Linked DNA regions of Mus musculus: all the other regions are linked to region 3. A link is a contact called in public ChIA-PET and HiChIP or PLAC-seq data. All regions are on one chromosome and are shown on one strand. Each heading gives the region's core, a stretch centred on a gene start, on an enhancer-like site or on the middle of the called end of the contact. The rest is flanking DNA. Distances are from core to core; before and after follow the strand shown. Region 1 holds the start of Flnc (filamin C, gamma). Region 2 overlaps Lncpint (long non-protein coding RNA, Trp53 induced transcript). Region 3 holds the start of Klhdc10 (kelch domain containing 10). Region 4 overlaps Lncpint (long non-protein coding RNA, Trp53 induced transcript). Region 5 holds the start of Tnpo3 (transportin 3). Region 6 holds the start of Lncpint (long non-protein coding RNA, Trp53 induced transcript). Region 7 overlaps Lncpint (long non-protein coding RNA, Trp53 induced transcript).

Region 1 (3,174 bases), core at 71-2,570, 970 kb after region 3:
GCCAGGTGGTGGGTTGGAACAGGGCATGGACAGGCAGGAGTCCCCCTCCCAGACGACCTAAACGACCAGGGCAATCAGGGGTTAAAGCTCCCAGGACGTTGCTCAGTGCCTTTTTAGGTTTCTGAGGCCGGGTTCTGTTTGCTCTAGTCCGGCCAGATCCCAGATGGGGAGCACATGCCTGCCAAGCGCATCAGCGAGCTTCAGGCCACTAGTCTCCCTGGCCTCAGGGCCCTGAGAACCCAGAGACGACTGGAACCTGTCTTAAGACTGCTTTTGCCCAGCGACGAAGGCGATGGGAAGCCATTTGCTTTCATGTGGGTGGCGGGATACGCCCCCAAGGAATTAGCACTGGGCACCAGCCCTGTCCTCGCAAGCATGTGCAAGCAAGGGTGGCCCGGTGGAAGGAAAAGAGGGGACTTTGGGCAGGTCGGTAGGAGTGTGTGTAGGGAGGCTGAAGCTAAGATGTTTGGACAACTTCGGAAGGGAACTTCTCAGGGGTGCCACCTGTCCTAGAGGGGTATCTGGGCTCCAGCCTGTACTGGCGAGGGAGAAATCAGACCAGGCAAGGGAAAGGTTTTCTGTTCCGGATCTCAGTACCCGCACCTATGTGACCTGTTCCTACCCCCGCTGTGACCGTTCCCTGTGACCCCCGCACTGACCGATGGACACGAGCTTGATGTGTTCCCGCTCCAGGAACTCCAGGGCCACAGACACATTTTCCAGCTTCATTTGGCGGAAGTTGGGGCGCGGGTGGAACTTGCGGTACATGCGCTTCTGGCTGAGCACTTCGAGCAGCGCGATGAGGCGCAGCCCGTCGCTGAGGTCTCGCTGCAGGTCGGTCAGGCGCTTGCCCACACACTTGAGATGCTCGTTGCACCACCGCGTGAATGTGTTCTGCTGGATCTTCTTCCACGGTGCGTCCTCCGCTAGGTCCTTCTCCGTGGACGGCATCTCGTCCGCCTCGTCAACCAGGCCGAGGCCGGAGGCGTCCGAATAGTTGCTGTTGTTCATCATGGTGGCGCGGCGGGGGGCCGGGGGAGTACGGCCTGGGGATCGGGCTGTGGGTGCTGTCGGGGCGGGACGCGGGGACACCGAGTTCTCGGAGACTTCGTTAGCGCTCTGGGCGGCGGGGCTCGCTGGCCTCTTGGGCTGAGCTGCTGGGCTGTCCGGCTAGGGCTCTCTCTCTCTCCCGGGGCGGAGCGGTGCTCGGGAAGTGCGGGCCGGGCCGGGGCAGTGGGTTTAAGAAGCCCCCGGGCTGCCGACCCCCCCGCCGCGCCCGCAGCCCCAGGGTCCACGTCAGAGCGCCGGCCTCCCAGGAATGCCGCCCGGCCCGCGGGTGGGGGCCGCGCTGAGCCCCACGGCCCCGCCTCCGCCCGCCCCTCCTCCACGCAGTCCTCAGCAGGAGCGGGGATGGGGTGGGGGCGCTGGCCCTGAGCTTCCCCATGCACACTGTACACCCCAACCTAGTCTTAGCCATTTAGGGATGAGGGACACTCCTTCCACACTCAGATTGGGTTAAAGAAAGTAATGGGGAAACTGAGGCAGTGGTTAGGGCTAGACAAACTGATCTGGTGTTGACAGAACTTTCTGGAGTTGGTGACAAGGCTGTTGACACAGCCTAGGAGTCCTGGCTTCTAGCCTGGTTGTATTGTCCACCTGTGAAGAACTCAGAAAGGAAATTGTGTGTGTGTGTGTGTGTGTGTGAGAGAGAGAGAGAGAGAGAGAGAGAGAGAGAGAGAGAGAGAGAGAGAGAGAACACCAGAAGGAGCAGGGACATTGACCAGGAGAGACTGAGTTCAAGGGGGCTCCATGACTTTTGCCACTTTACAAGAAAAAAATGCTTAAACCGTTATTTGGAATCCAAACCCAGGGCCACAGGGAAACCAAGGCTCCTGACCTGACTCAGTGTCCCTGGTCATTAGCCCATTTAGACTCACTGGCTCAGAATGAAGCTGAGCTCAGAACAAGGGTACCCAGTGAGTCACTTTGTGTGCGCCCCCCCCCCCCCCGTGACTCAACCAAGTTGATGAGAGGACAAAAGGGCTGCCCAGGTAGTACCAGGGAGCCCCCTGGGCAATGTGCCCACATGAGCCACAGGGCAGATCTTCCCAGGGAAAGTAGAAGTGTGCCAAATAGCAGGAAGAGCCCTGGCAGAGCAGCCAAGGGAAATGTGACTGGGGCAAGTGGGCAGGGCCAGGGGCAAAGCGGGCAGGAAGGGAGGCAGGCTAGAAGCCTAGGCAGGATTGGGTTGAGGGCAAGCCCAATAAGGTGAGAGACATGGGAAATGTTCACAACAGAGAAACTGAGGCAATCCAAGCTGCCTGCCACACACAAGGGAAGGACCTACAAATGAATTTACATCGCAAGGAGAGGTCAGATGTGTGTCCACTGCTTCCCCATCCTTCGAGACTAAGTAAGCTTAGCTTTGAAGGAAGACAGTCCTTAATTCAAGCCATGTGACCGCTGAGGCTTGGGTAAATCATTTTACCTTATTTCCCTCCTCGCAGTCATAATGAAAGGAAAGGCAATAATAAAGCATCTTTGGGAGCTCTTTCCTCAAGGGCAGACGACAGCGGTGCCCACTATGGACTTGGAAAGGAGTTGGGGGAGGCGGAGCTTATGGTGAAGCTCCCAGCAATCATTTCTTTTTCCTTCTCACCTAAGGAGAAGGCCTGGTCCTTAGGAGGGAGGGGGAGGGCAGAAAGGGCCAGGAGCAGAAAAGAGCCCTGTGGTGCATGGTGTGTGGAGCAGGGGTGTCTCTGGAGGCCCTGATAGTGACAGGAGAGGTATAAATAGCTAGTGCCCCGCAGCTCATGTTCGTTGGCTGCCTGTGACAAGGCGCTTAGGAATTCCACTCTCCTGTTGGCAGCCCCCTCCTTGTCTCCCAAACTGTCATTCTCCCAGAGCGCTACCTTCACCCCTCAGCCAAAACCCCCAGCAGGCACCAGCACTGTCTATTTGAAAGACACAGCTCTCCTGTGGAGGGATGCCTAGCTCTGGATACAGAGCTGGATCACGCAAGCAAAGTTGTGTGTGTGTGTGTGTGTGTGTGTGTGTGTGTGTGTATGAAGACAGACTTTTGACAGCCCACTTGAGTAGGCTCTGTAATATTGTCTCTGTTGAAGAAACCAAAATACAGATCTGGAAGAGATTACTCTCAGAACTACTAGAGAG
Region 2 (3,086 bases), core at 520-3,019, 720 kb before region 3:
CCTTCCTGTTGGTGTTGGGATGTCCCAGTAGATAATGATCCTGAAACAAAATTTTATTTGCGAATACTTGGTTTTCTTAGTTGGACTTCTCGATTCAGAAAGTATTTGTGGAAACATATAGAAGGTTAAGATAAAAGCTTGTGTTATGGAAGGAACAAGCTTCCATACTTCACATTTCATAACATTCTTAAGTCTATGTTGTAAAGACGAGGCTTCCCCACCATTTGGACTGAAATATCTAGTGAGGATGGAGGAGAGAAGTTGGAAACTCCCAAGGCTTCTGCTTGGTTGCAGACCTGTGGAAATCAGTATGGAGCAAAGAGATACAGAGTGGGGCTGGAGCATGGCTCATGACTGAGTGCTGACTGCTCCAGCAGAGAATCCAGGTTTGAACTGCCAGGGTGTTCGAGGTCCTCTTTTGGCCTCTGACCCTGGTGCACATAAACTCATGCAGGCACATAACACGTTTAAAAAAAATTTTTAAAAGAAATATAGGAAGATGGTGTCATTTCAGATATGTGTCCTGAGTGGGTTTTTTTTAAATCTCAATTTACAGAATTTTTATGTCCACAGAGTGTTGGAAGTAGTTAGGTACTCAGAGCAAGCACCACTTGTGTAGGGCATACATTCACTTGGATGCCTGTTGCCCGAGTCAGGTAGCTGAGTTGGGGAGTCCATGTAGAACTCATTATATAAAGTTGTTGATTTAAAGCCTATAGCGCAGCGCATCTGTCCGGTTCCCGCGCCTTTTCCTCGTGCACATCCTTTGGCAGCGTGTCTTTTGTTTCCCCAGGCACACAATCTTCTAATGCAGCCTGTGAGTGGCAGCCCCTTTGACATAGGTCACCCAAGACCATCAGAAAACACAGATATTTACATTATGACTCCTAACAGCAAAATTACAGTTATGAGGTAGCAACAAAAACTAATTTATGGTTGGGGGTCAGCACAACATGAAGAACAGTATTAAAGGGCCGCAGCATTAGGAAGGTTGGGAACCACTGCTCTGACATAATGTTTGGATTCAGTCTCAAACACTGACTGCTCTTCCTCCGGCATTTGTCAGCTTGGATTTTACCCCTCTAGCATGGAGGTGGGGGTTGGGGGGAGGGCAGGCACAGGCAACTCAACCTGACTCTCCTTTCACAAAAGTTACAGATGCTCTACGTGGGGTTGTCCTGATGACTAGAGTCAGAGAGAAATCACCCAATGGTGTCTGCGGTCAGCAGTGTTAGTTCTCTAGACAGGCAAATGGCCCTAAATGGTAAAGTGCAGGATAAAGACCCAGGATGCTTGGATGAGGGGCACACTCTTGGGCCCCACAGAGGCATCAACACAGGTTGTTCAAGAACACATTGAAACATTTGTTTATGAAGGCTGGGTTACACCTTTGTTTCAGCTCTTGTTAGTTTTTCAACAAAAGTTAACATTTCCTTTTTTATAACTTTCCCACCTCCATGGAATCCCCAAACCATGGCCCCGGCCTCTTAGCCTGAGAGTGTGGTACCTGCCTGCCTGTACCTACTTCAGACTCACCAGCAGTCATATACAGAGAGCAAGCTCTGGCATTGGTGTGGGATACGTTGGTAAATTGCCGGTGTCGACATCATAATTCTCTCTCGCCTGGCGGAGGAGCCAGCTCTCCTTGTGGTTGGCTGTGGTTTCCTCTGGGCTGGGGAGAGTGGCAGGGAAACAACGAACCCTGTCTAGTTTTGACTCTGCCCGGGTGTAATGCATCCTGCGGCTCTCCTGAGATGGGCTGTGAGAGGCTTACCAGAAGGTTGGCAAATGAGACTTCCACACGCCTCAGCACCCGGTAGCCAATGGCTTGCTGAGCCAACATAGATTACCCCCTTGTGGTTTCATTCATCAAGGGGATCCCCGGCTTCATCAGAACACAGCCATGACTCTTCCCTGCCTCCTCCAGAAAAGCAAGTGCGCACATCTTGCCCTAAGAAGAACTCGGGGTGCCCTGGGTAAGCAGAAATGGGAGGGATCCTCCCCTAGTTTCCTCTGTGTGGATTGGGGGTGTTAGGGAAAGAAGCTCAGAGCTGCTTTTCTTTGAGTTTTCTTTTTTTTTTTTTAACCCAACTGCTATTCAGCGTTTCCTTCTGTCTCACCCTCTTCATGTGTAACCCACCTTCATCAAGTTGTACTTTCAGTTTCACATTTTAAATTACAGGATTCCTCTTTTCCTTGTGCATTTGAAAGGTTTTTGTAAACTAAGTAGCCACAGTTACTAAGTTACTAATTACGCCTAGTTCCTGGTTCTAAACCAGTTTTTAGGAAGTTTTTAGGAGGTGCTTTCACAGCTAGGCAGAGGGGAACGATCCCTGTAATGAGTTTAGGAACTGATGGTAACATGTCTGTCCGGCTTGCCCGTCTCAGAGGCCAACCTCGGAAAGAACACTGCTGAATCTTTTCTGGTGAAGTCAAGATCTCTCTTCCCCGTCTGTTGGTCTGTTTTCTGTCGGCCAAGCAGCTCATCCCTGTCTCTGGGCGTGGGCTTTGGTCTGTGTACATTCAGTGTGGTGGCATTTTTCTAGAAGAAGTGACTAAATCTTCTTGGATGAATTCTCTCTTTGAACGAGGTGGTTGGTTGCATCAGAGAGGCATTTACAGTAAATGGCTCCCCCTTCCTGTGCTGGCCACATGCGAAAGAATGCTCTAATTCTTGTTTTGAGGAAGCAGGAGCTATACAGCTCTGAAAACTCCCTGGTCTCATTAAATAGCCAGATTTGAATCTTAAAATTTTTTTCAAGTTGGAATCACTTTGTGCTCCCTAAATAAATGGCGCAGAGAGAGAAAGCTTTCCACTCCCGAATTCTGTCTGGAGCGCCTGATAGTTCCCAGTTCAGAAAGAGGAAATGGCATTGAATATAGATGTAGTGACGAAGGTCTAAAGTAAGTTCTTCACAGCCATTTTGTATTCCGGCCATCTGCTTCTTAGGTGTATGGGTGCTTGGTCTTTGGTGCCCTGGTTCTCAGTGCGATCCCGTAGCTCTTTGCCGAGGTTCTCAGGAAGCAGGTCTTCCCCCTAGTGGAAATGCGTGAGGGCGCTCTGGCTGTTCTTTGAGGGAACTTTA
Region 3 (2,962 bases), core at 372-2,871:
ACCTAGGGTTTTGTTGTTAACTGATGATAACAAAAAAAAATGTCTCCTTTTTTCTTGTTAAACATCACATATTTAGCAATTCCAGAATACCAGTCTGATACTGTTTATTCAAATCCAATTTATGGTATATTTGATTATTTACAAATGTCTCAATTTTATTTTAATGGCATGAACAAATGGGTTAATGAACATTTCTGGCACACATCAAAAACCATATCACAAATATTAGTAATTATCTCTCTGAATAAGTAAAATCCCCTTTGTTATCTTTAAATTAATCAACTGATTTTTTTTACCACCTAGAAGAACAAGTCACAATAGTAAACACAATTCAGAAACAATCAGGTTCTCAAAACATCTAAACAAATATACCACTGATACAATCAACTTAACACTAGTCACACATACACAAAAAAACATGGCGAAGGTCTAGTACATCATTCCTGACAATTCTCTTCACGGTGAAAAAAAAAAAAAAACACGACTGCCCAATAAAATGATTTAGCATTCTGTGCATGATTTAATTCTCTACCTTTTAACAGACTGAAAATTTGTAAACGTACGCTTTTTACAACTGTTTACACACATACCTACATGACTTTGTTTTGTTTTTTTTAAAACATGTGAACTCAAAGACCATGAAATTTTTAGCAGTAGGTATATTTTTCCAATTTTCAGTTTTGATACCGGGATCACATCCTTTCGTTTCTTTATATTCATGATCTTCATTTCCCCCTTTTAAAATCTAGTCACCATTACCCATTCTGTCTCTGTACATCCCCAAATATTACTGATTCAACCATTTCCCTTAATCTTTTTTATTTTCTTTCCCATATACTCCCTAGCCAACACACACACACATACATACATACACACACACACTTTCACATGCTCATTCCATTTCAAAATATCCAACTCTGACACAGTTGGTTGGCTTTTTTTTTTTCCTTTCAAACAAAATCACTTCTATATTGCTCTCCTCTCCTTAATTTGGCACTCCTTTTGAAATAATTTTCCACAGTTAAACACCAATGTCTTTCTTTCACAACATCCATCCGCGGAAGAGGAAAAGATTAAGAACCGGGCAAGCGAAACATTTGGGAATGTCAAAGAGACAGCGGCCTCTCGGTCGGGAGGAAAATACAACTCTCCTCCCCGAGCTGTCGACACAGCGAGACTTCTCTTCGGCGTGCTCCGGTTCCCCTCCTGACCTCAACGCCACCTTCCTGCTGCTCTGCTTCCCTGTCCTCCCTCGGCTGTGTGTCCGAGGGGCAGCAGAGCCCGGCGACCGCCACCTTCTCGCCGGCAGCGGCCCCACCACTCACCTGGCAGGTGCGGCCGTCCCGAGAGCTGCACGAATCGGTTGAGCTGTCCGGTGCCCCGACCCCCGCCGGCCGCGCCGGCCCCGCTAACCCCGCTGGCCCCGCCGGCCGCGCCTCCTCCCCGCCGGCGGTTCCGGTCCCAGCCCTGGGCAGCCGACATGGCCCGCTAACGATTGCCGCAGCCCGGTCCCGGCAAGCCCCTGCCCCGGCAGCGCGAGCCGAGCCTCCTTCCCGGGCTCCTCAAGAGACCCGGGAGACGGGGGCCGGGGTAGCGCCGGGCTCTCCAGCAACCAATGGCTGGCCGCCTTGGTGACAGTGGACCAATGGGCAGTCTCTTTCTTGGCAGGTGGAGGGAGGCGGGGAGAGACGTGGTAACCATAGCTATAGCTAAAAGAGATGGGGGGAGAAAAGGCGTAAGCAGACGCTCAGAGAGCGCATCGATTCCCGGAGCTCGCCCGCTTCTCCGGGATGCTGGGGGCTCAGACCAGATAGTCGAAGACCGAGCGGGGAGGCTACGCCAGAGGAGACTCCCAAGCAGGGTCGCTGCCTCAGCATGGTCGATACTCCGGAATTCTGTCCCATAAGCACTGCATTTAGAAACATCATAGGTACACAATGCATGTACTTGGTGTTGGTACATCTGTCTGCAGTTCTGCAAACTGAGCCCCGGTCTGCGGACTGTTGCCACACACAAAGGGCTCACGGGAGGTGGGGGCAGGGGGAGGAGTCAGATGAAATCTAAAAAACTCCTGGCTTTCATCATTTGTTTTGTCTCACGGTGGCACTGCCGGGACCCTTCCCCTGCAAAAGCCACGTCAAGAGCAAACAGCTTTAAACCCGATTAGCAAATACCGAAAACTGTTCGATATTAGAGTAATCATAGAAACACAAGTGAAAATTTCAATAAGAAAATCTTTCAGGCATCAGTGAAGATCTTTATTTAAACACGCGGCTTGTGTATGCCTGCCAAGAAAAAAACAATAGAAAAAGATACTCTCTTAGATGACACACGATCAAGTAAATGTTTTACTCACACACACACACACAAACAATCCACCTCAATTGTCTTACAATATACACAGTTAACGATAGAAAATGGAACGGACGATGTGATTTTAAAATGTAAATATCAGAAATTCCCATCGTTTCAAAATTAAACCGAAAATTTGGCTTTGAAGTTGGGGAGGCGCAGTGCACAGTGGGAAAATGCAGATACACATTGCTGTTTCCAAATAAGGAAAAAAAACATAAATTTCTCAAGGGAAACAAAACCTTTCAAGATCTAATCTGATGGACTGCTGACCCCCTTGATGTTTCACACATGAGAACCTCACATGTTGGATTTTTTTTTTTTTTAAGGAGTGGGGTGGAGAAGGAGAAAGTGCTGAGACCAGAAGTCTCCTTTGATCTCAGTGAGCAAATTTCATGTCGTCATGAAATTTTGGTTTTTTGTCTCCACACCCAGTTTCTGTAGGAAAAGAAGTATTTTTATCCATTATGCATTATGATACAGTTTATTGAAATGTTTGACATCTGATAAAAAGAAAACCCATGGAGCTGGGGATGAAGGTAGCTCAGTTGCTTAAAATACTTGTCTAGCACCAAAGGTACAGTCTCCTGCCACAGTATAAAACTCAGCA
Region 4 (3,165 bases), core at 312-2,811, 760 kb before region 3:
TAAGAAATATGTGATCTGGAAGGATTCAGAAAAGTGAGAGTAGTTCCATTGGGGGAAGGAAACGGGGAAGAGACAAATTTCTCTTTATGTTCCTTCCCCGCATTCCCTTCTAAATGCAACCTGTAAACCTGGGCTTCCTATGGCTTCCTATGGCTGTCACATGATCCTTCCAGAACCCTCCCAGTGCACAGTGGCCTGGGGCCAGCACACCTTTGCGTCTCAGAGTACTTACTGTACAGCAAGCAGTTAGAGCTATGCAGAACTGCTTTCTTCATATAACTTGTGTATTTGTGAGGAAAAATATTGTTAGCATTGAAATTTTTTTCCCAAGCAGCCATTCTTAGCACTTGCGGAAGACAGTGCAGGAGATGCTGATTGAAACCCATGGAAATAATTAGAGCAGAAAGACAAGGCTGACAAGAACTTATCCCAGGTCTGGGGCACCTTGCTTCAGCTTGCCTTTGAAGAAAATGAATGCGGTGTTAATTGCTGCTGGGTTGAATAGTGGTGACGGAGCCCATTTAGCACCGACCAACCGCCCGCCCGCCCACAGTGGAGAGCTCCCGAGAGGCAGGGAAATGGGAAGTGGAGACACCGATGCCCACCTCCACCCCTCCATAGCCCCATAGCTCAGATCACAGGAGACCACACCTGGGCTGGGGAGGGCAAGTGGGGGCGGGGGTGAAGTATCATTTTAAAAAAATGGCTTCCTGTAATTCTGCAGTATTAACTTTGCTGTTAAATTGAGTCAATAGGTGTGTACTCTGTTCAGGAAAGAGAACAGGGAAGACACTAGATATGAGGAAGGACACTGCGTACTGGCTAGCTTACTTAGAAAGGAAACTCTTGCTTGTCGTGGAACTTTAAGGGAGGCTTCCTCAGTGCCAGAGTAAATCTCACCACCACCGTGACTGCCACGGCAGCAGGGGTACCTAGCCACCAGGGTGTGGACCCTTCACATCCTGAAGGTGAGGCCACCGGATGGATGGAGAAGAATTGCTGCTACATTTTATCAGTGATCCCTCAGGCCAGTCCCTGGTGTCCCTAGTTCAGGACATCCGTGCCTTCCTCTCCTTCTTGTATTTTGTGTTATTCTATTTTGTATTTTGAGATAGGATCCCATCTTTTGTGTGTGGGAAGAGGGAAATAAATCATGTGACACCACCCCCCCCCCCTCCCAGCGGGGCCTTCAGGGACAAGTCTGCTTTGTGTTATCTTTTTGCCCGGTCTCCGTTCTGCCTCAAATGTGAGTGCCACTGTCTCAGGTTAGGTCACAGTGTTAGAACCACAGACGGGGGAACCTACTGGCTGTCCTGGGTTCCTGTAAACTAGGGGACAAAGCTGCCACAGCCAGACTTAGCTGCGATCATCGGCATCAGGTTCTTTTCCTGGGCAGGCTCTGCTTGACCTTGTTTAAAATGGCGCTCTCCTCCTCCTCCTCCTCGGATTAGGAGTCTGAAGTTGAAGAATGAGGAAACATGTTCAGTCCCTCCCAGGTGGAGCCAGCACGGCAGTCCATGGCAGTCCACGTGGCAGCCTCCCCGGCTTTATGTCCCTGAGCTCCGCCCTCACTTGTGTGTCGCTGTCTGACAACAGCCTTTTCGGCCCATGGTTTTGTATCTTTCACATTTGGCAGAGTCCCAGTTTTGTGGATTTTTTTTTCTCTTAAAGACATTGGGTTTTTCAGAGAAATTTCATCTGTGGCTTTTGAAAGTGACAAACAAGTTAACTGTATTTTAGTCAATAATTTTTATCAGAAAATCTTGCTCTTAATTTCAAAGAACCCGGCACCATGCATTTCCAGAACTTACTTTAGTTTAATAATGAAGACATTTCTGTGGAAAGAGCAGTTTAAAGTGAGAGGCTTTCTGAATTCTTTTGTTCTGTCTGTATTAGAAGAGATTTTCAAGAAATTGTGAGCTTTTTTTTTTTTTTTTTCCTTTTGGTTCTCTGTTCATAGCAAGGACTCCAGAACATAGGGGCATGCCGTGAGGCTAGAAGTTCTGTTTAGGTTGTCCAGAATGTAGAGGGCTGGAAAAGAGGCCTGCCATGGCTGCCTGCCAGGGCGGGGCAGCTGGCAGCTGACAGTGGAGAGCAGGTGCCCTGTGGGTCTGGGCCGTGTAGACAAGTAGTTGGCAACAAAACCTGAAGTGAAGAGGGGGCTCGTGATCTGCTGCCAAGGTTCCTGGTGGTGCCCAAGTGACCCTTCCAAATCCATCCGTTTTTGTTCTCTCTTGAGTGGAGCTCATAATTGCTTCCTTAGCACAGCAATCTCCCAGTGCAGTCCCCGGGCCAGGGCCACCAGAATACAAAGGAGACGAAACCATGGCCAGTGAGTTGGGAACTTTTGTTTTCTGTTCAGTATTTTAAAATCAACCCCACGTCCCCTCTGTGTGTGTGTGTGTGTGTGTGTGTGTGTGTGTGCGCGCGCGCGCATGCATGCATGCATGCATGCATGCATGCATGCTTGCACAAGTGTTAGTGGGGTCAGGGAATGACTTTATGTGGTGACTTCTTTCCTTCCACCTTCATGTGGGTTTCAAGGATGTACCTTAGGGCAGCATGGTGCATGGTAGTCAAGGGCCCTCACCACTGAGCTATCTTGCCAGCCTCCTTACTTAACCTGTATGTTCATTTGAAGTTCTGTGTCATACTACCTCCCCTGTAAGTTCCCAGTGCACACTTAGCACTTTGAAAGTCTGTGAAGTTGGGAAACTGATGGAATTTTGATCTGATTTTTGAAACACACTAAAACTAATAGCTGTTGAATCTGAAACAAGCAAAAACCCCCCTGGGGAATGACACAAACCTGTAACACCATCATCACAGGGACAGTGAGGCTGAGGCTATCACACTCAAGGCCAGAGTAGGCTGTGCGGAAAATGTTCTCTGAAAACAGTGGCAAAGCCCCTTAGCACCCTTTGTCTCTCTTCTTTTCTGTTGTGATCAAGCAACCTGAAAAACACACCCCAACCTACTTGTGCTTGGAGCTTGAGGAGAGGGACCCACCAGCTGTCGGAAGGGACTTGGCAGTGGGAACCTGAGGCTTCCTGCTAGTGCCTGGACGTCCCAGATGGCCCCAGACTTGCCCACACTGTTGGGACACATGAGTCTGTGGGAGACATTGGACATCTAAACCCTAATAGGAACTATTTAATGGGGTCT
Region 5 (3,401 bases), core at 510-3,009, 790 kb after region 3:
TGTTTCACCCTTCACCCCACAACCTCCAGGGCTCCCAGCTCAAATTCCAGCTTTCATTTAAGAATTCTTGTGGTTGCCAGGCAGTGATTGTGCACACCTTTAATCCCAGCACTTGGGAGGCAGAGGTAGGCAGATTTCTGAGTTCAAGGCCACCTTGGTCTACAGAGTGTGTCCCAGGACAGCCAGGGCTACACAGAGAAACCTTGTCTCGAAAAACCACAAAAAAAAAAAAAAAAAAAAGAATTCTTGTGACTAGTTGGGCAGTGGAGGTACATGCCTTTAATCCCAGAACCCAGAAGGCAGAGTTTCTGGACAACCAGAACCACACAAAGAACCCCAGGCTGGCCTCAAATATGCAGCAACCCTCCTGTCTCTGCCTCCCAAGTGCTGGGATTATAAATATGGTCCAGCATGAACAGCTTTAAATTCTCATCTTTTAAAATGAGGTTTAGGAGCTGGAGAGTTGACACACTCACTGATCTTGTAGAGAACCCACACTCAATTCTCAGGATCTATATAGCAGCTCACACGGTAACTCCTCCAGGACCAAGTTGCACATGCATAAATATGTAGGCAAAACACTCATACACATAAAAATAAGTCTTTAAAACTATTTCATTAGAGCTGGGCGTGGTGGCGCACGCCTTTAATCCCAGCACTCGGGAGGCAGAGGCAGTCGGATTTCTGAGTTCGAGGCCAGCCTGGTCTACAGAGTGAGTTCCAGAACAGCCAGGGCCCTCTACACAGAGAAACCCTGTCTCGAAACAAACAAACAAACAAACAAACAAATAAGCAAACCAAAACTATTTCATTAAAAAAGGACTTATTTTGGAAGGTTGTTAATCTTTCACTACATTACATTACATTACACATGGTCAGCCTTCATTAGATACTAACAGTTATTTTTAGTGAAGCAGCAATATTGGGAAACTGGCATGTTAACTGAGGATTGCTAGACAGTTGATTTTGTTTGTCATTTATTTATTTATTTGTTAATTATTTTCTGAGACAAGGTCTCTTTGTGTATTCCTGGCTGTCCAGGAACTTGCTCTGTAGACTAGGCTGGTCCAAACTCAAGAGTTAGGCCTGCCTCTGACTCCAGAGTGCTGGGATTAAACCTGTCTGCCATCACCGCTTGGCTGTTTTTTTTTTTTTTTTTTTTGGTTTTTTTTTTTAAAGAGACAGAGTTCCACGTATTAGAGGCTGGTCTTGAATTCCTCCTGATGGTGTTGTGGCTAACTTCCAAGAGCTGAGATTACAGGCTCTCTTCCTTTCTTTCTTTCTCTCTCTCTCTCTCTCTTTCTTTCTTTTTTTTTTTTTTTTTGAGACAGGGTTTCTCTGTGTAGCCCTGGCTGTTCTGGAACTCTGTAGACCAGGCTGGCCTCGAACTCAAAAATCCGCCTGCCTCTGCCTCCCGAGTGCTGGGATTAAAGGCGTGCGCCACCACGCCCGGCTGAACTGATGTTTCTTAAACACTCCTTGGAGACGGGTGAAGAAGTAGGAACCGGGAGGAAAGACTTTGGATTCCTTGCTGACGAGATAAGATTTGGTCAGGAACGTTAAGAGTAGCCAGACTTGAAGCTCAAATAAAGACTTACGCACCTAGGAGACTGACTACCTTGTGCCTACTTCCCCTTGGTTCTCCTAGTCCGGCAGGGTCACTTCCGGGAGGAGGCGGGGGAAACAAGAGGAGGCGTGCCGGGAAGGAGGCAGTTTGTGGTGCACCAGGCGGAAGTGTGCCAAAGTCTACGGACGGCCACTTCCGGCCCGGGGAAGCCCTGCTTCGGCTCGCTGCGTGGTTCGTGTCATGCGGAGGTAGGCCTCTGCGAGCAAGGCGGGAGGTGCAGAAGCCAGAACCCGTGTCCGGACTCGAGAGTCTGCGATTCTGGCGGGAAGACAAGACAAAAAGGAGGCAGGAACCTGAAAGCGACCTCTCCGCTGTTTCCGAGGGGGCAACTTCCACGAGGAACCCCCCTTCCCTGGTAACGGCCAGAAAGGAGGAGATGGCGCCAGTCAGGGAGCGGCTGTGGCCGAGACAGTGAGGACGCTTGAAGGCAGAGCAAGCGGAAGCCTAGGGAGGAGTATCGGGCTCTTTGCTGTCATCGCCGCCGCTCCCGCCAGCATGGAGGGAGCCAAGCCAACCTTGCAGCTCGTGTACCAGGCGGTGCAAGCGCTTTACCACGACCCGGATCCCAGCGGAAAGGAGCGCGCCTCGTTTTGGCTTGGGGAGCTGCAGCGTTCGGTGAGGTTCGGGGAGAGTCCGTTCTGAGCCGCGCGGGACCAGGGCCGAGTGGGATGGGATGGTTCTCCGCTTGAGTGGAGCGCTTGGCAGTGGGAGATCCTCTTTCCGAAGGAGCTGGTGCCGCGGGGTGGGGCTGAGCAGCCACAGATGTGCTGCCTTTCGGAAACCAGTGGCAACTGATTGGTCACGAACGGGCCCTTTCCCTCGTCTGTGGAATCCGTTTTGTAGTTCTGTACGTCTCGCTTGTGGTCTGGCTCTCCTTTAAGTGCTTTTGGTACACCTTCCGTATTCAAGAGTTGCATCTGGCAATACCTTCCCTTTGGCAGCCTTACTCACCCCTCAGTGTCCCTTGCCGATTTTCATTCGTGTTATTCTCGAAATTTCTCAGGCTTCTAGATTCGTGTTCGTACAAATTTTCTCCTCTCATTGGAGTGCAACGTAATATAAAGAAAAATTAGTTATGGTTTCAGGAAATCTTTGTAGTTCTTTTGTTTTATATCAGATTCCTACTGTATTTCTTCTGCCTGTACGTTTTTATTTGTAAGATGGCTATCATAGCTATATTAATTAGTCCATATTTTTGTGAGCATGTGGTGGAGTGTGTGTTGTATCTATCGTATTTCCACATGTTAAATTTTTGGGCTCATGTTTTTTCATTTTTTGACTCACACTTTGTATTTTCTTCCATGATTTTTCACACTCACCTTTGCTATGTTTTTATTTTTTATGAATTTTAATAGCTTGTGATTTTGCTGACAGTGTTTAGGTTTTAGTCTATGAACTGTGAAATTCTTTGAAAACTAAGGAGCCTCTTAACAGACTAAGTACCTACTTTCTTTTTCTTTTCCTTGTGTTTGGTGCTGGGGATCCAGTCCTGCCTACATCTCTAGCTCTCTCTCTCTCTCTTCACCCTTTATTCATTATTTCATTTTATACTCACAAACATGAAATGCTTGCTCTCCCTTTTCTGTTTAACTCATAACTGATGTTTAATGGTGCTGTATCTTCTTAAATAAGCCCCTAGGTTGCAAGTACATAATTAAAAAAAAATATTTGCCACTTTAACTCTGATGGTTGCATGTAAATGTGACACTCAAGTTCTTGTTTATATTGTGGGAAGACAAATAAAATTTTGCTGGGTGTGGAAGCACTCGACTTT
Region 6 (3,117 bases), core at 459-2,958, 820 kb before region 3:
GTTCAAGCTGACCAGGCCGAGCCGTGGAGGAATGCTGGGGTTCGCCCGCAGAAGGGATGGGACCAGAGAGGAGGGGTAAAGGAGACCCCAGTAAAGGGCAGGCCATTTCAGGTGAAGAAAGGTAAGAGGAATCTGTGAAGTCAAGGGCCAGGCTGTGGAGGAGATTAAAGGAGGTCAAAGAGAGGTAAGGGGGTAAGGTTGCTGAGAAGAGAACCAGCTGCTTCTTCCTGCTGCTGCTGCTGCTGGTGGTGGTGGGGTTAAGTATTTGGGAAGGCCTGAGCTGGGTACATAAGCAAAGAGCCTGAGCTGGGCGGTCCAGGCAAAAGAGGGTTAAAAGGATGAAAGAATTAGACTTGAGGTTAGAAGGCCATAAGGATGGGTGTTAGAATTAGAGGGAGACCTAATGCATTCATAAGTGATGGAGAGAGACGGATAATCAAGGCCAGGCCGGAATGTTGGTCCTCTCCCATCCCACTCCTCAGTTACTGAGTTAGTGTTTTCTTATCCTTTTTCCACAATTCTGCCAACCCCGTTTTCCTTATAAAGACGGAAAAGTGTGAACCAACAGAAAAATAGCAATTTAATCATAGATTTTACTTATAGGATGTTTTTCCATGGTACATAAAAATGTAGAGACAGAGAATTGCGATTCGAAGTAGACCCCCCCCCCCACACACCTTGCACACACATACATTGCAAGTCATTAAGACTAAGGACTTCAAACTTAGTTTCCATACATCACTAGACACGAATAAGCCTTTAAACGCTAATACTTAAGTTAAATGCTAGCAGTGGGGACAGAATTGGTGGTTTGGAATATCAGGAAAATGCACGTTTGCGCTCTGTCCACACACACGCATATATATGTATATATAATTTCTAGTGTGTAGCATGCACAGTATGATTAAGGGATAAGCATGTTTCCCTGATCATCTTATTTCCAACCAAGCACGCATTTTATGGCAGTCATCTTGTCACCATTTGGAAGAATGTGGTCAGAAAAGTAGTGCCCAAACTGCCACTTTGGTTTTGTCTGTACCTTACAGGTCATGGCTTCATACCTCACTTCCTGACACAAACAAGTTTTTACTGTTGTCAGCAACAAAGCCCTAATATAGCCGCGGAAGAGAAAAACTGCCTTGCATTTTGCCTCTTGAGAGCATCATCAACAGTTACCGGAGGAATGTAATTCCAGAAAGCTCCGAAACTGGTAGTGATGGTAATTATGGACCAAATGCCCGGTTCTGGTTGTTATTTTCTGGGCATTTCTGTTCTACCAACGATCTGCGAGTGAGCTCACTGAGAGGGCAAATCTGGCTTTTCTTTTTGACTTTGTAAAATTTAATCAGGCCTGATAGGGAACTCACAGCTCTTGGGGGAAAATAAAGTAGGAACCACGAAATGTCATTTTAACAGAGCGTGGGCTTGGTGACTGCAGGAAAGGATTTAAGGACGCTCCTGTTCCGCTTGCTGTGTAATGAGCACTGGCTCCACGCACGCACCGACGCCATAGCTCCCGGATGCAGTGGCTCCCTTATCTGGGCTTTCGCAGCGCCACAAGCCCCTTCGGGATGCTTCGAGGGGCTCCTGGTGGGTGGTGGTACAAATGCTGCCGCCGCCGCCGCCGGCGGTCCTGCTGCTGTTGTTGCTGCTGCAGTCACGTGGGAGCCCCTTTAAGTTTCCATAGAGAGGCCTCTCCGGTGTCACATGATGGACATGATATAATGAAACAACATTGTGGAGAGGAAAGCATTAGGGGAGCCCACGGCTACAAAACAAGTGAGAAGAGGTGGGAGAAAGAGAAACTACGCCACCTCCTCTGCAGCCGAGCGCACGCAGCAGCCTGGCGTGACAAGTGGGCGACGCCAGGGACAGAGAGTGGGGGTCCTCCGCCCGCTCCGGGGACCCTGTCGCCCACCGTGGTGCGCTGAGCAACTTTTAGCCGGCAGCCCCGCACCTGTCTCAGAGTCCCCATCGCTCCCCACCAACCATCATGGGAAAATTCTAGAAGAATACGCTCTCGGAATCTACGTGCGCATCATTTTCCTCCTCACTCCAGAGGAAGGAACCAGAAAAGAGAGCAAAGCGGTGTAGTGTTCAGCCTCAAGGTAAGTTCTTTAGGGTGGGGAAAACGGGTCCAGCAGGACTTGGGGACAGGATTTGGTGCTCAACTCCCACCTTGGGGGTGGAAAAAGCGTCCCCGCACTCTCGGTGAGGCAGATGGGTTGGCGCGTCATCTGTGCTATTTTCCCGGTGGACTCTCTTGACGTCCACCCTCGCAGTCCCCGGGGCCCCCTTACGGTCCCCCACAAGGGGCCTGAGGCAGCGGGCCAGGATGCTCGGCGGGTGAGCGAAGGAAGGTAGGGTTGCTGCGTGAAACGGGCATGTCGGAGCTATTTCGCCATGTTTGTGTTGCTAAGAGCACTTTTTTTTCCCCTTTGCGGTGGCTTGATGCCACATGGCTCCTCCGGAGCTGCTGCCGGGTTGAGAGCGAGTGGTTTTTTTTTTTTTTTTCAATGTCCGCATTCCAGCTAATGTTGCGCAGATAAAATTCAAACTTGAGGTAAACAGACGAAGAGGAGGAGGAGGAGGGGAGGGACCGGCGGGGGGGGGTTGGGGGGGGGGAGGGAGGACTGTTTCCATTTCGAGATCCCACCTCTTCACTCAGAGGAGACCAACATCCCGAACCTAGAGGCAACTCATGCATGGCTCCCACGCCCCCCCACCTCGGCCGTCAACAAGAAGTAAGGGCTGGGGGCGAGCGGTTGGGAGGGACGCGACGTTTTGGTTCTAGGGGGAAGGTGGGGGGAGAGGCAGCCCCTGGGAAGCCGGAGCTTTGACTTCGGCTATTATTTTGGCGGAGGGAAGCAGGATGCGTCCTCTTGCTCTGGAGATGGGGGGTTGTATGTCCCCCCTCTCTATCACTACCTAATCGTGTTGCCTCACTCCCCCCCACCACAGGTTGCCCCCACAGGCGGGATGGGTGGGGCTTTGAGGTTCCAGAAGGCAGGTTACCTAGCAGGTGTGTAGGGTGGGCATTTGGATTTGGTAAGTCGCTTGGATTTGGTAGGAGACCATGGGGGAGGCAAAGCGAGTGCGTAGGTAGAGCTAAGTCTA
Region 7 (3,204 bases), core at 334-2,833, 790 kb before region 3:
GGGCAGAAAAAAAGCCCTGAGTTTTCAGTGAGTAGTGAGAAGACTCCAAACTGAGGAGAAGAGGGGTGAGGCCAGGAATCCTCTGGCAAGGGGAGGCTTCCAGAAAGGACATGGAGTGCTTAGGTGGTGGGCCCAACAGCCGCAGGCAGAAGGCTTTGAACCAGCAAGTTCTTTTCCTGGGGCCCAACAGGAAAAGGATTTCTCTCTACCCCAGACTTGAGGAGGGCTCACTCAGCCTTGGTCTAATGAAGATGGAGTTCCTCCCAGGGATTGCTGGCCAGAGGAGCTCTGAAGAGTCCCTTAGGTTGCAGGCCTGTCTTCCTAATTGAGCACTATGAGATTGCTGTGCTTAAACATATACAGACGGGTAGGACTTGTGTTCAGGATGCACGGCAGTGAGTCTTTTGGTGCATTCAAACAGATCCTTAGTCTACTACTTACTGCGCAGCACTCAGTAGGTGTTTCTCAATAACAGACAAGAGAGCAGAAAATGTCTTCCTAGCTGTCATTTCCGGTGTCTTTAATTTAGATAGGGTGACAGAACCCAAGTGTGAAACCTTCCCAAGAGGGCTGGCAGGGAGGTACTGCATTTTACACAGCCTTCGGCCTATAAAGTTACAAACTAGTTGGCATCTCTCACAACATGGCTGGTTTGGTTCCCTTAACCACAGTGGGTCAGGAGGGCCAGAACTGAAGTTCACACAGTCACTGGGAATTGGGGGGGGGGGGGCAGTGTGACAGGCAGAATGGAGTATCTGCAGTTGTTGAGTTATCAGGTGTGTATCGTGCAGGGTAGCTGGGGTCTTGCAGCTACCACAGCTCTGTGGTGCATGGATTTCAGACACTGCTTTAGCACTGGCTTTTGTCTTCAGCGTCTGCATTGTCTTATGAAACCCAGGCTGCTTTGTAGTTTCAGTTGGACAAGGCACAGTTTCTGAGAGGTCATAGGTCAGCTAATGTTCAAAATCAATATATTTAGTCACATGCTAAACGCAGGCATTAGATGCTTATATAAGGCCTTATTATTTGCTTGTGGGCAGTGCATACAGAGAGACCCAGATTGCTGAGTTTGGCAATTTAGCGAGTAGAGCCCTTTCTGAGCAGACACAAGGATCTGAGCTCAATACCCAGACCCCATGTAACAAGTTGGAGGAGGAGGAGGAGGTGTTGGTGGTGGAGGTGGTGGTGGTGGTGGTGGTGGTGGTGGTGTTCCACACTTAGAGTTCCAGCTGTAGAGAGGTAAAGACTAGTAGGTCCTTGAGCTTCACTGGCTGGCCAGCCTACTTACTTATTAAGCTCCACACCAATAAAAGACTTTATTTTAAAAACAAACAAACCCCCAAAACCACGGTGGTTGGTAATCGAGGAAGGACACTAGAGGCTGATCTCTGGCTTTCACGGCCGCGCACGACACACCTGTGAGGAAGAAAAGCAGGTCCAGGCTTTCCTCTCACATAGTCTGAGCGCGTGGGTCAGGTGGAGACGCTCTGTCATCTGGTGTTTGCTGCAGTAGAGCCCTGCTCAGCTTCAGATCCTGGCGCTGACACGCACCATTGTTTAACTTCGAAAAAGGTTCTCTGCTGCCCTAGACCTTGAAAGGATCTGCATCCGGCGTGTGCCAACAGGAAGCGGTACCTTGTCCTAGGTGGTAGAGGCCTAAAGCAAACAGTGGCTGTAAAGGGCTCAGCAACTCCAGTGCACACGAGTCCTTTGTTCACATTTGGGGCTTTTGTGCTGTTCTCAGAGCCCAGGGAGAGTGAGTGACTTAGTTGGAAGTTCATTGTTAGACATAAGGGTTGAGGTCTCTGTGTGGAATGGTCACCCAGACTGGATGGCACAGCCAGAAGCAACCCTTTAAAATAGGGGCAGAACAAGAACTTGACCTTGTGTGTCACAGAAACAGACAAGTAGTTTTCCTTTCCATTTTCTTTGAAGTTAGAGGGGTGATTTAGACTGATCGAGAAGTGACAGTAACTCAACTCACCCATTCTTGTAATAAACACCTGCTGATCCAGCTAGTTGAACCTCTCTAGGTCTGGTATCCCCTGGTCCACTTCAGGAGCCGTGTTGATGGTTGACTGTCACCTTTGCCTGGTTTATGAGTAAAACTACTAAATAATAATTTGACAAGTTAGAAAGAAGTGGTAGAAATGACTCAGTGGCTAAACATACTTAACTGACCTTGGCCTGGAGTCATATGTGGAAGGGGATTCTGGGAAATGTAGTTCCCTTTAACCAAGCCGATGGATTGCAGCACAAACACACCCCCACACACCCCCACACCCACACCCACAGTGCAGTGAAATACATTTCTGTACTTCATTGTTCTTTTGGGAACTAGAGATAGAATTATTTTCGTTTTAAAAATATCAGAAAAGTAGTTGGTATATCAAAGTAGTTAGCAAATATTTAACTTGATTATTGCTTTCTCTCAGTAGCCTTACCTGCGTTTGAAATGGCACAATAGCTAAAAACAAAACAAAACAAAACAGGACTGTTTTGATCATATCCTGCCTCCTGAAAGCCGTTTTTGTCATTTGACAGTTTGAATCTCATAATGCAGTATTTTCTAAAATTGCCCCATATAGTGCCATCTAGTGGTAGATTTCTGCACAGTAGTTCACATCCCCACCCACTACCCCCAGTTTGTTTGTTTTTTTTAATTAGGTTTTTTTTTTTTTTTTTTTTTTTTCCTGTTCTTGTTCTTCTAATTGTTTCAAGACAGCCTGGCTGTTCTGGAACTCAGAGACCTTCCCACCACTGCCCAGCTCTCACATTTTACTTTCTGATAAATCAGTAAGTTCACTTTTAATCATGCTTCATTTTCTAAATATAGTTAAAGGGACTACATCTAAAACAAATACTTAGAAATGGAAAAAGAATGAGGAAAGAGAAAACAATTGGAGTGGAGTTTTTTCCTCTCCAGGTTTTCTGTGCATCAATACACACACACACCGAGTTGGTTTTTGTCTGTTTACTTGATGATTTGAACATACACATAAAGTCATTTTTGTTTGTTTATGAAAGTCACATGATTGTTTCACAAGTGTGACGTAAGGAACATGGCTCAGCTTTGCAATCAGGCATGCACAGGCATTGCATTCTGTAAGGTAATGGGTTATTGCTGTCTGCCAAGTGGCATTCTGGCCACTGCATGTGTACCAACTCATTCCATATTTACCAACTTTGATTTCTCATGGCAGG

Evidence for each region. ChIA-PET counts read pairs in DNA pulled down with a chosen protein or histone mark. HiChIP or PLAC-seq counts read pairs in DNA pulled down with a chosen protein or histone mark.
Region 1: a contact with region 3 is called in an HNF4G HiChIP or PLAC-seq map of pancreatic cancer cells. The contact joins the promoter of Flnc here to the promoter of Klhdc10 in region 3.
Region 2: a contact with region 3 is called in an RNA polymerase II ChIA-PET map of effector CD8 T cells, with 37 read pairs. The contact joins the enhancer-like site here to the promoter of Klhdc10 in region 3. A contact is called at or near these places in 1 of 484 Hi-C or Micro-C datasets (erythroblasts), 10 of 115 datasets of contacts at active chromatin or transcription factors (the 230-238 cell line, the NIH/3T3 cell line, bone marrow-derived dendritic cells and 7 more) and 1 of 9 other capture datasets (embryonic stem cells).
Region 4: a contact with region 3 is called in a FOXA1 HiChIP or PLAC-seq map of pancreatic cancer cells. The contact joins the enhancer-like site here to the promoter of Klhdc10 in region 3. A contact is called at or near these places in 3 of 39 promoter capture datasets (the HPC-7 cell line, embryonic stem cells and pre-B cells), 1 of 484 Hi-C or Micro-C datasets (palatal mesenchyme) and 7 of 115 datasets of contacts at active chromatin or transcription factors (T-cell acute lymphoblastic leukemia, acute myeloid leukemia, astrocytes and 4 more).
Region 5: a contact with region 3 is called in an RNA polymerase II ChIA-PET map of memory CD8 T cells, with 12 read pairs. The contact joins the promoter of Tnpo3 here to the promoter of Klhdc10 in region 3. A contact is called at or near these places in 2 of 484 Hi-C or Micro-C datasets (CD4 T cells and olfactory sensory neurons) and 3 of 115 datasets of contacts at active chromatin or transcription factors (bone marrow-derived macrophages, large pre-B cells and memory CD8 T cells).
Region 6: a contact with region 3 is called in an RNA polymerase II ChIA-PET map of memory CD8 T cells, with 52 read pairs. The contact joins the promoter of Lncpint here to the promoter of Klhdc10 in region 3. A contact is called at or near these places in 2 of 484 Hi-C or Micro-C datasets (embryonic stem cells and uterus) and 5 of 115 datasets of contacts at active chromatin or transcription factors (the NIH/3T3 cell line, astrocytes, embryonic limb bud and 2 more).
Region 7: a FOXA1 HiChIP or PLAC-seq map of pancreatic cancer cells shows a contact between it and region 3. The contact joins the enhancer-like site here to the promoter of Klhdc10 in region 3. A contact is called at or near these places in 7 of 39 promoter capture datasets (3T3-L1-derived adipocytes, the HPC-7 cell line, embryonic stem cells and 4 more), 2 of 484 Hi-C or Micro-C datasets (embryonic fibroblasts and pre-hematopoietic stem cells), 2 of 115 datasets of contacts at active chromatin or transcription factors (astrocytes and pancreatic cancer cells) and 1 of 9 other capture datasets (macrophages).

What each region holds. Positions count from the first base shown.
Region 1 is chr6:29,431,299-29,434,472 of GRCm38.p6, reverse strand. Flnc (filamin C, gamma) reads right to left here and starts at 1,320. Exons shown (of 48, transcript NM_001081185.2): 1 at 660-1,320. The coding sequence starts at 1,014.
Region 2 is chr6:31,125,339-31,128,424 of GRCm38.p6, reverse strand. All of the region lies in intron 3 of Lncpint (long non-protein coding RNA, Trp53 induced transcript), which reads left to right. Among named protein-coding and RNA genes, the nearest start is that of Mir29b-1, 64 kb to the right of the region's middle. Within about 2 kb of position 1,769, at least 247 of the 459 cell types and tissues checked have an H3K27ac peak or open chromatin away from gene starts, as enhancers often do. A contact at or near this core is called in the 230-238 cell line, the NIH/3T3 cell line, bone marrow-derived dendritic cells and 6 more, where this site is marked.
Region 3 is chr6:30,400,514-30,403,475 of GRCm38.p6, reverse strand. It overlaps Klhdc10 (kelch domain containing 10), which reads right to left and starts at 1,621. Exons shown (of 10, transcript NM_029742.3): 1 at 1,326-1,621. The coding sequence starts at 1,482.
Region 4 is chr6:31,157,852-31,161,016 of GRCm38.p6, reverse strand. All of the region lies in intron 2 of Lncpint (long non-protein coding RNA, Trp53 induced transcript), which reads left to right. Among named protein-coding and RNA genes, the nearest start is that of Lncpint, 59 kb to the left of the region's middle. Within about 2 kb of position 1,561, at least 76 of the 459 cell types and tissues checked have an H3K27ac peak or open chromatin away from gene starts, as enhancers often do. A contact at or near this core is called in pancreatic cancer cells, where this site is marked.
Region 5 is chr6:29,608,207-29,611,607 of GRCm38.p6, reverse strand. Tnpo3 (transportin 3) reads left to right here and starts at 1,759. Exons shown (of 23, transcript NM_177296.5): 1 at 1,759-2,242. The coding sequence starts at 2,123.
Region 6 is chr6:31,217,065-31,220,181 of GRCm38.p6, reverse strand. Lncpint (long non-protein coding RNA, Trp53 induced transcript) reads left to right here and starts at 1,708. Exons shown (of 4, transcript NR_110471.1): 1 at 1,708-2,108.
Region 7 is chr6:31,190,165-31,193,368 of GRCm38.p6, reverse strand. The region is part of intron 1 of Lncpint (long non-protein coding RNA, Trp53 induced transcript); the gene reads left to right. Among named protein-coding and RNA genes, the nearest start is that of Lncpint, 27 kb to the left of the region's middle. Within about 2 kb of position 1,583, at least 71 of the 459 cell types and tissues checked have an H3K27ac peak or open chromatin away from gene starts, as enhancers often do. A contact at or near this core is called in the HPC-7 cell line, liver, pancreatic cancer cells and 1 more, where this site is marked.